Regions from separate parts of the Camelus dromedarius genome. Here region 1 is linked to region 2. Evidence: chromatin contacts called from public Hi-C data. All regions are on one chromosome and are shown on one strand. Each heading gives the region's core, a stretch centred on a gene start, on an enhancer-like site or on the middle of the called end of the contact. The rest is flanking DNA. Distances are from core to core; before and after follow the strand shown.

Evidence for each region. A called contact is a pair of places that touch in the nucleus more often than the background predicts.
Region 1: a contact with region 2 is called in a Hi-C map of muscle, with 2.7 times the contacts expected there. The contact joins the promoter of LOC105089718 here to the promoter of LOC105089723 in region 2.

What each region holds. Positions count from the first base shown.
Region 1 is chr24:21,982,734-21,985,504 of mCamDro1.pat, reverse strand. It overlaps LOC105089718 (cytochrome c oxidase subunit 6A2, mitochondrial), which reads left to right and starts at 1,466. Exons shown (of 3, transcript XM_010980816.3): 1 at 1,466-1,632; 2 at 1,798-1,934; 3 at 2,030-2,159. The coding sequence starts at 1,560. The coding sequence ends at 2,113.
Region 2 is chr24:21,839,771-21,842,552 of mCamDro1.pat, reverse strand. It overlaps LOC105089723 (apoptosis-associated speck-like protein containing a CARD), which reads left to right and starts at 1,330. Exons shown (of 2, transcript XM_010980821.3): 1 at 1,330-1,677; 2 at 2,335-2,697. The coding sequence starts at 1,404. The coding sequence ends at 2,591.

The sequences.
Region 1 (2,771 bases), core at 217-2,716, 140 kb before region 2:
ATTTGAGGCACCACCCCTTCCCTTTAGTGTGCATTGTGAATCTGCATTATCCATTAACTTTAGATCCCCTTAGAAGAACAGGAATGCCTGCTTGCCAAAAAAACAAAACAGAACAAAAAGGCAATTTCCTCCTAGCACCAGCAAAGTAATTCCTTGGGAGATAACACTCCTTTCCCAATACTGTAACAGGTCACAATAACTCACTGTATGCATTGTTGGACTATGTAAATTGTCAATATGTTATTCTGATGTATAACCCTTTGTCTCAAACACTTATAATAACTGCCTTGACCTTTAGAAACGTCCTCAGAGCTTTCTGTAAGACCGTCTCCCCAGTTATTTTTTTATTTTTATTTTTAAATTGACTTATAGTCGATTTACAATGTTGTGCTAGTTTCCAGTGTACAGCATAGTGACACAACTTTATACATATATTCCTTTTCATTTTCTTTTTCATTATAGGGTATTACAAGATATTGAATACAGTTCCCTGTGCTATACAGCCAGACCCCACTGTTTATCTATCTTATGCACAGCAGCTAGGATCTGCAAATCCCAAACTTCCAATTTACCCCTCCTCTCTTCCCACCCCCTCCCCCGGCAACCATAAGTTTATATTCTATGCGAGGCCATTTCTGCCTTTTAAACAAGTTCATTGGTGTCATCTTTTAAGATTTCACATATAAGTGATATCATATGGTATTTGTCTTTCTCTTTCTGGCTTACTTTGCTTAGTATGAGCATCTCTAGGTCCATCCATGCTGCTGCAAATACTGTCTCCCCGGTTACAATCCTCAGGTTGGCTCGAATCAAGTTTTCCTCTTCTTTCTTAGACTGACTATTAATTAAATTTTTGATGACACTTTCCAGGGCAGCACTGACGAAGTTTTTGGCATCCAGTGTCCAGCACTGTGAACTGTGGTGGTGTCTCCCTGCAGCTGGCCCACAGAACGGTTTGTTTCTGGCGGTGCAGACGGTAGTCCTCTCAGGCTGGACCAGAGATACTGCTACCTCAGATTCCCAACTGCTTATCTTCTAAAAACTAGTCAAAGCAAGTTCTGCTCTTTGCAAAGAATTGTTACTAATACATATACTGAGCTCCAGTTATGTGCCAGACTCTAAGCTGGCACATTCCTATATTACTTCACTTAAACTTCATAAAGATCATTTAAGGTACAATTTATTATATATTTTACACATTAAAAAAAAACCCTGAAGTTCAAAAGGACACAATTCATTCTGCAAATATTTAGTAAAGACCTAGCCACTGGGAATAGAGTATTGAACAAAATAGTTCTCTGAAACTATATATATATATATAAAACAATATTGTATTTTAAATGTCCTTTTACTTTGGTAAGAGGCACAGTACAGCAGCTGTCTGGAGAGAAGGATCTCCTGCCAGTCAGGCCTCATTTTAAATATAGAAACCCCCTAAAAATAGCCACTCATGTTACAGACTCAACAGGTGATTGGCCCAAAGAGAGGAGAGGGGAGCCTAGGCCTCACTGAAGGAGACTGAAAGGACAGTGCTGTTGTCCCCAGCTTCTCCCACCGAAATGTCTTTGCCTCTGAGGTCCTTGAGTCGGGGCTTGGCCAGTGCGGCCAAGGGAGACCACGGAGGGGCCGGAGGTGAGTGCAGCCGGAGCCTGACCCCTTGGGTTCCTGACCTTGTCCATCTGTCCCCCAACTCCCACCTCTGGGCCCTTTCAGGGCCCTGGCAACACCCCCACCGGTGATCCTCCCCCGCGCCCCAGTCCACCTCTCTCTCTCACCCGGTCCTGTCCCCTGCTGCAGCCCGCACCTGGCGCCTCCTGACCTTCATGCTGGCGCTCCCGAGCGTGGCCCTCTGCACACTCAACTCCTGGCTCCACTCGGGCCACCACAAGCGCCCCGAGTTCATCCCCTACCACCATCTCCGGATCCGCACCAAGGTACACTGGCCCCCGAGGGCGCGAGCGGGCAGAGGGGTGAGGGGATGCGGGGGCCCCCCAGGCTGACTCCTTGCTCTCCCTCCCTCTCTCCACAGCCCTACTCCTGGGGAGACGGCAACCACACTCTTTTCCACAATCCCCGGGTCAACCCTCTGCCCACGGGCTATGAACAGCCCTGAGACCTTGACTGATGCCCTCAGACAATAAAAGTGTGGAAGCTGTGTGTCCGCAGGCTCCGTGGGGCTCGCGCCATGAGACCGCGGGGCGGGGTGGGGCGTCGATGGCTCTCTCCGGGCGCATGCGCACGGCGCAGTGGGCGCTCCACCTGCTCTTCCTGAGACCCTGACTTGCGAGGGACTTGAGGGAACATTCTTGATGAACAGGTATGAGATGGTCGCTCCTCTCTCACCTATTAATAATTAGGGCTCTCGGCTGTAAAGAGCTTTCAGATACACAGCATTCTCACAGTAACTGTGGGAGCAAAATATAATTGTGGTTGCCCCTTCTCCAGGGGAGGAATTTGAGATTCTCAGAGATTAAATGACTTAAGCTCAGGCAGCTCATCAGAGGCCCCGTGGGGACTCAGGGCTGCAGGCCCTGAAGTACCACTTTTCGCCTGACACACATAGAGGGCATCTGTGAATTCCAGCTATCTGGAAACAACCCTGATTTCAAACATAGATTCTACAGCCAGCCCTATATGTGAGGCTTCGTGACCCAATTCTGGATGTGGAATATTTCGATCATTCTCTGTGACCACCTTTAATGGGTCTTCTGTATTAGTTGAGGGAGCAGATGCTTCCTTTCTGGAAGTCTGGTTCTCCTAGTTTCTGGGGA
Region 2 (2,782 bases), core at 81-2,580:
CGAGACTGTATGGCTTCAGTCCAGTCTTTCCGCTTCTGGAAGCTGCCTCTTCCTTATATAGAAGGCACACCTTCAGTTCCTGGTATCCCCATTGAGCCACAAGGCCTATTCATCCATTATTGATCCCATGAAGATTTAGTGAGTACCTGCTGTAGGCCCAGCACTCTTCCGGATGCCACAGATATAACGATGATCTGGACACGCACATTTACAGACTGTCAGGGAAGACCAATGCTAAACAAATACACAAAGTTAGTTACAATTTAGTCACAATTGCTATGAGAGCTACAAATAAGTAGGTGTTTTGAACTGGAGGGATTCTAAACCTGGTCTCCTGGAGGAAGCAGCATTTAACTTAAGACCTAAAGCCTCCAGAGTTTGTCAGGCAAAGAGTGAGGAAAAAGAGCTCCAGGCTGAGGGAACAGCATGTTTAAAGGCTTGGAGAAGCAAAGGAGCCTGGAGCGTTTGAAGAACTGAGAGGCCAGTGTGGTTGAACTCAGAGATGGAGGCGGGGCAGGGTGTGGTGCAAGGCAAGGCTGGGTGAGGTCCAGAGGGGCAGACTAGCAGGGCCTTCAGAGCCATGTTAAGAGCAAGTTAAGGATTCTGGGCACAGTCTGGCTTCCAATGCCAACCCATGCCAACTTCCAAATTCTCTTCTGGGCCAAGCCCCCTAGCCCCAGAGTAGCTCTCCACCCATGACTTTCCCTCCAATAGACAATTTTCTCAACCATTGCAAGTGTTTCTTGTCATCACTTCCCAAGGATTTCAGCTCCTCAGGAACCAAATCCTGGCTCTCCCAGGAAGGTTTCAGGCACCATCAGGTAGCCCATGTTATGCTGGTATATTTACTAAGTGGCTCAGTGAAGTGTTATTATCCCCATTTTATAGATAAGGAAACAGGCTCAGAGAGAGAGCACATACACTTAATCTCTACCCTCTTTTTCACACTTTATTTCTCCCATGTGAAATTTGGGAAGCTACATGGTTCTGGCTCTTAGGATTCTATGGTTCTGATTCTATGACATGTGAGAGAGGATGCTAAGCTTTGGGAAAATATGGAGATTTCAGCGTTCTAGAATTCAAAGATTCTAAGCCTTGGTGCTCCAATAAATTAGGTTCCTAGTCTGTCCTAACTAGTGCAAGCCTGGAGAGGCAGGCACCAGCCACAAGCCCTTTTCCACCTGGTCTCTTGGGTCCCACCTCCCGGACCCGCTGAAGGAAGTGGTCTGGGCGCCCCCCGACGGCCAGGAGTGGATGGAAACGAACGGGGTACACCCCAGGGCAATGGGCTGGGACAAAGTTGAGAGTTCAGAGAAGGCGGGGAGTTTCAGGTCCCGCCCTGGAGCAGACTTCCCGCTCGGCAGACACCCGAGGTGAGAGGCACCAGCGGGGATCCTGGAGCCATGGGGTGCACGCGCGATGCCATCCTAGATGCACTGGAGAGCCTGACCGCCGACGAGCTCAAGAAGTTCAAGATGAAGCTGCTCTCGGTGCCGCTGCGCGACGGCTATGGGCGCATCCCGCGGGGAACACTTCTGCCCATGGATGCCATGGACCTCACCGACAAGCTGGTCAGCTACTATCTGGAGCCATATGGCGCCGAGCTTACGGCGCTCGTGCTCCGTGACATGGGCATGCAGGAGGTGGCAGAGCAGCTGCAGGAGACCATGCGCAAGGGTGAGCGTGCCCCACCCCCACCCCCACGTTCCGCAGAGATCCAGACCCCCAGGGCTTCTCTAGTATCCTGCCTACACCCTCCTCCCAACCCACTCGGGTTCTTTCACTTCCTGTTCCTCCTACCCCTTAATACAAGCTCTTCTTGCTGGGAAAGGAGGCTTCCCCCATTTGGTAGTGACTTTGGCTTCCGGACTAAGGGGCCCCTTACCCCAGAGATTGTAGACATCATTTGATTTTCTTACAGCCCCCGGAGCAAAGCCAGCTGGGATCAAGGCCCCTCCCCAGGCAGCAGCCAAGCCAGGTGAGGCCTTCATAACCAAGATCACCTGCCAGGGCACCTCCCCAGATGCACCCCACTGCACTCCTGTGCAGTCTACCTGTTGTCACAAGGCCCAGAACACCCAGGGAGCATGACACTAGGCCAACCCTTCCCACCAACCCACTCACACACTTCCTGGGGCTGAGCCTGGCTGGGAGAAAGGGAGACAAAGTTACATAATTCCCACTATACCCAGAGCCCTGGGGAATGCCCACCTTGAGCCCTGTCCCTTAGGGGTGCATTCAAGGCAACTTCTGAAGAAAGCAGTGTTCAACAGGGATAGGCCCCAGCACCCACGCCGGGTGCCAGCTCACCTGCTCTCCTCCCTCCTGCCCCAGCACCGCACTTTGTGGACCAGCATCGGGCGGCCCTCATCGCACGGGTCACAGACGTGGATGGGGTGCTGGATTCCCTGTATGGGAAGGTCCTGACAGAAGATCAGTACCAGGCAGTGCGGGCAGAGCACACCAACCCAACCAAGATGAGGAAGCTCTTCAGCTTTGCTCCAGCCTGGAACACGACCTGCAAGGATCTACTCCTTCAGAGCCTAAGGGAAACCCAGCCCTACCTGGTGGATGACCTGGAGCGGAGCTGAGCATCTTCCCCAGCAGCAGCCCTACATATGACCCTTCACTGTTCCATCCAACTTACCTGGAATCTAATTTTTTTTATATCTACAATACATGAAAAACCAGCTCGTACTTGTGTTTTCCTACTTCCAGCCTGAAAGCACACACAGAGCTAAGCTACGTATCTAGATGCCACCAGGGCTCAGGTGACCCTCTA